2 separate regions of the Canis lupus genome follow, and region 2 is linked to region 1. A link is a contact called in public Hi-C data. All regions are on one chromosome and are shown on one strand. The core of a region is the stretch at or near the end of the contact, and the rest is flanking DNA. Distances in the headings are between cores, read along the strand shown.

Region 1 (4,256 bases), core at 728-3,227:
GAAACAAGTCCGTAACATTAAGGATGATGTCCACACTAGCTAAATCTTCTGTAGATGTTTTTAGTCCTAATTTTCCCTGTTCTTGTTTCATCGAAGAGCTGGAAACAACATAAAGGGAAGTCTTAGCCAAGATTACTTGGAATCAAAGGCTCACCAAGTAGAAAGCGAAGATTGAAAGCCCAGTTCAAAAATCCTGAGGTAGACTTTGAGAAACTACAGTAAGGCTGGTGGAAAGGGCCATCTCCCTGGGTTTTCAAATTTAAAAGCAGAGGGCCCCGCAGTCACCTGGAACCTCAAGTAAATTAGTGAATACAAATACTAATAGCTCTCAAATTTCACTCCCCTTCGCTTAGAGGACTCGACCTCTATTTTAGCTGTCAAGGTGGTACAATTTCTGTGCCTCCCTGCTCTTCCCAAAACTTTTTGTTCCCACCCTCCTTGTGCTTAATTTGAATTTGGTCTCCTTTGCCATTCAACTCTGCCTGATAAGCTTCTCAAGGTCCTAAGTCCTCTATTTTCACTGTATTGTCTCCAGCTTCTTTCAAATCCCATTGCTTCACTTATGTCCTTAACTCAGATGTGCCACTAACCCACATCTTTTCCCCCTGTGCTCAGGACCCATAAATCCACTCCTTTAAAATTGATGCCAAATAAATAAAATAAAAGCCAAACATCTTACCTTATGGTCTCTCCTCCTGGTACTCTGCAAGTGCCAGTTAACAGCACTGCTAACCATTGAGCTGTCATTCATCCAGAACACTTACCTTCCTCATCTTCCATATCTAGTCCTAGAGGAACTCCAGTTTTCTCCTGGTCTCCACTATCTTCTCAGAGGACTCCGAATGATTTTTCAAAGATGCAAATCTGATTCAGCACAGTCAAGATCTTAAAAATTTGAGTGCTATTAGTATTTGTATTCACTAATTTAACTCAGGTTCCAGGTGACTGCGGGGCCCTCTGCTTTTATTTTTTATTTTTTTTAATTTATTTATGATAGTCACACACGCACACACACACACACACAGAGGCAGAGACACAGGCAGAGGGAGAAGCAGGCTCCATGCACCGGGAGCCCGACGTGGGATTCGATCCCGGGTCTCCAGGGCCAAAGGCAGGCGCCAAACCGCTGCGCCACCCAGGGATCCCTATTTTTATTTATTTATTTATTTTAGAGATTTTATTTATTTATTCATGAGAGACAGAGAAAGAGAGGCAGAGGGAGAAACAGGCTCCACACAGGGAGCCCGACGTGGGATTCGATCCCAGGTCTTCAGGATCACACCCTGGGCTGCAGGCGGCGCTAAACCGCTGCCCCACCGGGGCTGCCCCCCTCTGCTTTTTAAATTTGAAAACCCAGGGAAATGGCCCTTTCCGCCAGCCTTACTGTAGTTTCTCAAAGTCTACCTCAGGATTTTCACATGTGCAATTCGGGAACCTCCATCAGACTCGAGTGTCCTACATTCAATCAAATTCAAAGTGGCGGCGGTGTTTTGGGTGGACTGATGGAGGTTCCCGAATTGCACATGTGAAAATCCTGCTATCTTTCCCCGTCTGGCGCTCGCTACTATTCCTCGGCAAATACTGAGAGAATAATCAGAATAGAAATCGGGTCTAAGCTAGTGACCTGCGACTCGCTTCTAACACATACCCTTATTTAAATTTCGCACCATGAAGTTTAAGGGCTGGGAAAAAGCTTTGAGGACTGGGACTCGAACCCGTAAATTGCGGCTCTCTATCCATTTCCCGCCACAGGCGGGCTGCAGGATTAGAGAACAACGACCGCGGTGCAGGGCGCGGGTGGTGTGCGCGCCCAGAGTAGGGGGGAGGGGCCGGCGCGCGCCGAGACAGGACCTGCGAGCGGGGGGCGGGGGGGGGGGTGGACTCTCGCGAGAGCAGGTTTGTTCTTGGGCTGCAGCCGCCGCTGCCACCTCTTACCAGTGCCGTTGCTGCGGGGGATTGTGGGAGCCTCCGCGTCCCGCTCGCTGGGAGAGAGGTACCTCTCCTTTTCCCTCTCCCTTTCCTTAAGGTAGGCGTGAAGCGGGTAAGAATCGGGGTGGGGTGGCCGGGGGCTCTCGGCGTCCGCCGGGAGGAGGCAGCGACGGCGACAGGGGCCGCGGGGAGCCGGCGGCGCGCCTTTCTTGCTCGCTCCCGCTCGCCCGCTCTGCCTCCCTCCTCGCTGCGTATGTGAGCCGCCTGATCGGCGGCCGCCATGTTAGGAGCGCAGTGGCGGCGCAACCAGCCTCCTCGGGCGGCGGAGGTGAGCGGTCCCGGAGGGAGACCTGCGGCCAGCCAAGGGCCCGGGGTGCGGAGGAAGAGTCAGGGGGCGCCGAGGGCAGCCGATCGGCCGAGCTTACCGCGTCCTGGGCTTGCTGTGGGCGGGGGCGGGACCAAGAGCCCGTTACACGCGGGCTGGTGCTCTGAGGCGAAGGGAGGAGCGCGCTCGAGGCCTGAGGGACTGACTGTCCATAGGGGGCCTGCCGTTTGGGGAGAATAGTTAAAGCAGCGAAGTCTTGGGATAGCGCCAGCCCCAGATAGGTGTGTGTTTGTTGTTGTTTTTTTTTTTTCTCTTTGCCCCTTTAAAATGTGCCGCAAAATGGAGGATTTCGCAGATTCAAAAGCTGCCATTTGAGTAGCGTTTCTTTCTTCTCTTGGTGTCACGGCCTTCGCTCTGCTTTTGGCCCATAGCTTCATAGCGCCCCCTAAGACTCCCTGTCCCCCGCCCACACACATGCGCGCGGGATTTTAGCCGGACCTCAGAAACAATTCCTCCCCACCCCCATCGCGTAAAAATGGCCGAAAAATGAAACGTTAACGCTTGTTTTTCGTATTGCGTCGTGGAGAAAGCCTTCTGCTGTAGGCTGCGAGCCAAGAGACTTGTTTAAAGAATCCCCTCCTATTCCTTTTCTTTTTATTAAGGTATTATCAGTCTGCGTTCCCCTAAAGAAGATCGTGTGTTGTGGGACCTTCCGGTTTCCAGACAAAGGGTTTGGAGTACCGTGGTGTATTCGGCACATCGTTGTTCTTTTCATTGCTAGCCTTGTGCCGTGTTCGGGGTTTTACAGGGACTTTTCCCGTTTGCCGTGGAAGAATTCTCCTAGATGTTTTTCTTCCTGTGTGCCCTATACTGTGGAATATTCCTATTGGATCAGTTACCGTTTTCCAGACAGATATTTCTAGAACGCTTATGGCGATTCCGAAATTTCTAGTTTTTCAAGCGCACTGGAATATGTGAGAGTCGTTGATTTCCCAGGTCTTAGTCATGAGATTTTTGTCTTGATGCTGCGTTCTGTGGAATAGACTTTGGTTTAAGATTTTTAAGTAGTGGATAAATTTAAACAGTTGTACTCCGCGGGCAAAAATTCTATTTTAGGCTGTTTTCATAAAGGTTGAAAATAAAATTTGTTTTTGAAAAGTCAATAGCTCAGTCATCTGCGCAGTCTGTCGTCATAATTTTTCAACAGTAATGTTTTAGAAATGGAAGGTGGAGAAAGATTTTTGTTGCAAATACGCTGTTTGCCTTTTGCACTTAATGTTTTTCAAACTCAAAATTGAACACAAAGTACTAAATGAGAATTGTTCTGGTTTGTTATGTAAGATTGGGAGAAGAGATCTTTAGCTGGAATATGTTTGTGGTGAAGTGCTTTAAATTTAAAATTCTTGCCTTGCAGTTAACATTTATATTTATATGGCTAAATCATTAACGTGTATTTTACTCCGAGAGGACGTTTTCACTTTGGCGTTTCACTCAACTCCCTTCTCAGCTGTGTGTAAGTGAAGTTGCCTTTACAAAGCATTTTGAAGTAATTTGAGAGGATTTAGCCACTTTTGATCTGATCCTTACGTTAAAGAAGTCTTTAAACATACAAAATTCGTTAGTGCTTTTAGGATATGCAATCGCTAAATAATAGTACAAGTGAGTTAATGATATGTAAACAAAGGGTAACATGAGGAAAGCAAGAAAATTGTCTTAGGTGACTTCAGAAATGTAATTTAGATTCCTAATTTTATAGAAAAGATTAAACTCAAGAAGGTGATGGCAATATAAACAGAGGCAGTGCTGCGGGTGTGTTCTAGAACACTTGAAATTTTTTTGGGTACTTGATTCAGACTCCTGTTACAATACATAGCCTTAAAAATGGAAGGACTATACTTAAAGGAATTTATCCTAGAGGAAGAGTATACAAAAGATTTGTGTACATAATGTTGATATAAGTTACCAAGTTTACTACAAATATAAAAGATTTAATACTTAGAGA
Region 2 (4,256 bases), core at 1,232-3,731, 44 kb after region 1:
ACAGAGAAAGGCAGAGACAGGCAGAGGGAGAAGCAGGCTCCCTGCAAGGAGCCTGCTGGGGGACTCCATCCCCGCCTCTGGGATGGCGCCCTGAGCCAAAGGCAGATGCTCACCGCTGAACCACCCAGGAGTCCCATATCCTATCTTTTAAAAAACAAGCTGGACTACAAGGCCGCCTACTAGTCCTTACACGCTACCACTACAATACCTTGAAGCCCTTTAATAATCTTAAAATTTTAAGATATTTTATTTAAATTCAATTAACATATAGTATATTATTAGTTTCAGAGGCAGAGTTCAGTGATTCATTAGTTCCATACAACAACCAGTGCTAATTACATCACAAGCCCTCCTAAATGTCCATCACCCAGGTACCCCATTCCTCCAATCCTCTCCTCCAGCACCCCCGCCCCCACCGCGGAGGTGGGCGCCGGGAGAGGGGAGAGCGCCTCCACGGTAAGCTGGGCCCGCTGGGGATTCCTCGAGCACTGCTGCCAGGGGGCTGTAACACCAGGTGGGTGGGCCCCAAGCCACCATCCCCAATGGCTTTCCCAGCCCTCCCAGGGCGGATCCGGGGGCACCGCCAAGGTGGAAATGTGCCACCTCGTAGCAGTCTCCAGCGGGGGGAAGGGAGACGGGCGGTCCACAGCTGACCCCACTCCCAGCTCCGCCCCCCACCCCGCACCCGCTGGAGCCCCCCTCAGGGGAGGAGGGACCACACGGGAGCGGTGGGGAGGAACTGGGGGCGGGAAAGATCCCAGGGCACCAGCACTAGCAGGGCCACCCACATCGGCTTTGCATCTCCGGGCGGACTGCGTGGACCCCACCCATTTACCTCTTAATGGCCCTCTTGAACTCACTTCAAAGCTCTTCTCAATCTTCCCTTACAGTACCTGTTGACTATGGGTCTTGTGCCGGTACTTCTAGCCTTAGATGGAGTTTCCACCGCTTTGGGCTGCATTCCCAAGCAACCCCACGCCGGGGAGACCAGGGCCCAGTGCGCCGGGTCCGCTACACGCCTCACACCTGCACGGGCTGGGCCTGGATCAGAAGACCGCCGGGGAGTGGGTCTTCCATACCCGCATTTCCTGAGCCCCACCGAGTGGCGGGGATTCGGCGCTGGGATTTTCCTTGTTCACTCGTCCTTACTAAAGGAATCCTGGTTTCTTTTTCTCTGCTAATATGCTTAAATTCAGTGGGTCGCCAACGTCTGATCTGAGCCTCCATCTCAGAGGGCACGCCCAGGGCAGGGCGCGAGGGGCCGTGAGGCCGGGAGAGGAGGGGAGGGAGATGCAACCGGCCCCACGGAGGACCCCGGCATGCAAGCACGTGGTAGCGGTGCAGGCGGAGGGCATGCAAGCAGGAGCCGGCGGTGCAGGTGGAGGGCATGCAAGCACGTGGCGGCGGTGCAGGCGGAGGGCATGCAAGCACGAGGCGGTGCAGGCGGAGGGCCCTGCCGGGCTTGGAGGACCGGGAGAGGACGAATGAGGGGGAAAGGAGGGGAGCGAGGGTGTGTGCGCCGCGAGGGGAGGCGCGGGCACCAGGGCACCAGCGGGGGCAGGGGGGCGTCGAGGCACGGCGGTCACCCTGGACCCCAGCCGCCAACAACCCCGCCGCCGCGCCACCCGCGGGACACCCGGCTTTCCTCCTCCTCCGCCCGCGACATCCCCCGGCTCACTCTGTCGCAGGCTCCTCGCCGGGCGCCGGACTGGCGGCGCCTTCCCCCTGACACCCTTATTTCCCCGTGGACCCCGAGCACCCGGGGCTCACGGCGCGGAGCGCGGCGCGGCCGCAACCCGGGGCGGTGAAGCGTGCAGCGGCGCCGTGGTGTCCCGCCGGCCGCCCCCGGGGCTCTCGTGTCCCGGAGTCTCCGCCCCGCGCGCGACTCGGCCTCGGCCTCGGCCTCGGCGCGAGACACACCGCCAGGGGGAAGGCCGGGATCGCCCGCTGGGAGGCGAGGGGCGGCGCGGGCCAGGGTGGGGGACGGGAACGCGGCCGGGATCAGCGCGGCCGCCGCCCGCACCTCGACTGACCACGACCCGCCAGCGGCACGGGACACAGCCGCCCCCAAAGCACAACCCGGGTGACCGCCAAGGCCGCGGGTGGCGCGAGGGATCCCCCCAGAGGGAACCGCAGCAGCCACCGCCCTCGTCGCCAGCTCTCGCCTCTCTCTCCCTTCCTCGGAGGCGGCGCCACCCCCCCCCCCCCCCCGCCCCGGCGCCCGCTCGGTTCTCGACCCCACTCACCGCCCACCGTCCCCGCACGCTCCCGGCGGGGCGAGGCGGGGCGGGGGTGGGCCGGGAGCCGCGGGGACCGGGTGGGGGGGCGGAGGCGGCCTCCGAGTCTGCCCTTAGGGGGACGGAGCGTCCGCACCACGGACCTCGCGAGGGAACCCCCAGCCGCGCCACCCCCTGGGCGGGAGGCGGGGACAAGACTCCCGGGGGGCGGCGATTGATCGCCCAGCGACGCTCAGGCCAGGCCGTAGCCGCGAGAGGAGCCCGGGGCCGCAAGTGCGTCTGCCGTTTCCCTGATCGGTGTGTCCTGCGGTGCACATTAATCCCCGCAGCTAGCTGCGTCCTTCATCACCGCAGGAGCCGAGCGATCCTCCGCGGAGTCCCACGAGTTTGGAGCGGAGGGGAAGCCCCGCCCCTGGCTCGGCACCTCCCGGAGGGAGCCTCCCGCAGGCCCGGAAAGCACGACACCACACTCACGCTCCAAGAGTTTCTGGAGGGTCGGACGACGGGGCGACCGGCCACCGACCCCGCGCACGCGCGTGGGGGGATGAGCTCGGACAACCCCACAGGCGCCCAGGGGCTCCCACCTGCGCCGCCCCACACCGGGGACGCGGGGCACATGCGCCGGCGCGCGGCCTGACGGCCACGGGGCAGCCCCTCCCGGCGGCCGCGACGATCCCAGCCCTGGGAGAGGGCTCGGGCGGCGGAGTCTGGGGGAGAAGGGACTGTCCCCACTGGCCCGACCGCCCCGTCCTGAGGCGGACGGCGACCCCCAAGGGGTCCTTAAACCTCGGGACCGGGACGCGCGCTGTACCTGGACGGGGGTGCGGGACGGGCGAGGCCTTACGGGGGAACGAGGGCACAGGCGGCCGCCACGACGGCGCGGGGACCGGGCGCGGCCAACACTCCGCAAGGGGCACGAGCCCCTGACGCTGCCGGCCCGGGACGCAGGCCCCGCCACCGCCCGATGCTATCCTCTCTCCCGGGTCCCTTCCCGCCCCTAAAGCCACGGGGGCGGTCCTGGCTCGACCTTGCTTCCGAAGCAGCCCGAGCCACGGCACCTTAGAATCCCGCCCCCGCCCGGCGCTCCCCACATCCGCGACCCAGGCCTCCGTCGCCTGAGTGCGGGGCTGCTGCAGCGGGAAGCGAGGCGCGAGCCGGCAGGGCGCGCGAGTAGGGGCGGTGGAGGTGGGGACGGAGAAGGCGACGGGATGACCAGGGCTGGGGCGGCGGGCGAGGAGGGAGACGCGCTAAGCGGGGGGGCGGGGGCGGAGCAGCAGTCCGCTGGCCGGGAGAACGTTCCTGGGCGGGCGCCCCCCGCGTGAGCGGAGGCTCCGAGGCCCCCCGGGGTCGGGCGGACCCGACCCTTCCCCAGCGCCCCCGACGTCGCGGGGGGCCTGCCGCCTTGTCGCACAACCGGAGATGGGCCAAGCGCGCCCCGTGTGGGGCGCGGCCGTGACTAGGGACGACCAGTGCGGAAGGCGAAGGTCGGGGGGTGCGCGCCTCCCCCACAACCCTTGACCAACCTGCGCGGGGAAGGCGGGGTGTGGAGGGGGCCATGGAGCAGAAGGACGAGCCGCAACCGCCGAAGGGGCGGTGTCGGACCCCGCGGCGGCAGCCCCGGGAGGGGAAGATGTCGAAGATCCCCCCCCGCCCGCCAGGGCCACGGGAGGAGGGCACGGGCCGCCTCCCCCCACCAGAAGTCGTCGCCGGCGCCCTCCTTCCCTCTGGGCGATCACCGCCGTCCGCCGCGCCCCCGCCCCCGCCCGAGGACGTCGAGTCTCTGGGCTGGGTTGCGCCTCCAGGCAGCCCCGACCCTTCTTCCATCTGCCTCACACAACCCCTTTCCCCCGGTGCATACGCGCTTCTCTCGTCCCCGAGGCTCGCAGGTGGCAGCACGCTGGCCCGCCCGCACCGCAGCGGTGAAAACTCCGCAAGCTGAAGCCCGCACCCGCAGGCCAGCCGCTGCTGCATTCTCATTAATGATCCTTCTGCAGGTTCACAAATGGAAACCTTGTTAGG

The links. A called contact is a pair of places that touch in the nucleus more often than the background predicts.
Region 2: a Hi-C map of skin fibroblasts shows a contact between it and region 1, with 2.4 times the contacts expected there. The contact joins the enhancer-like site here to the promoter of MATR3 in region 1. A contact is called at or near these places in 2 of 9 Hi-C or Micro-C datasets (amygdala and skin fibroblasts).

The regions. Positions count from the first base shown.
Region 1 is chr11:26,808,901-26,813,156 of UU_Cfam_GSD_1.0, forward strand. MATR3 (matrin 3) reads left to right here and starts at 1,978. Exons shown (of 15, transcript NM_001205258.1): 1 at 1,978-2,026.
Region 2 is chr11:26,852,655-26,856,910 of UU_Cfam_GSD_1.0, forward strand. No RefSeq gene overlaps it. Among named protein-coding and RNA genes, the nearest start is that of MATR3, 44 kb to the left of the region's middle. Within about 2 kb of position 2,482, at least 6 of the 20 cell types and tissues checked have an H3K27ac peak or open chromatin away from gene starts, as enhancers often do.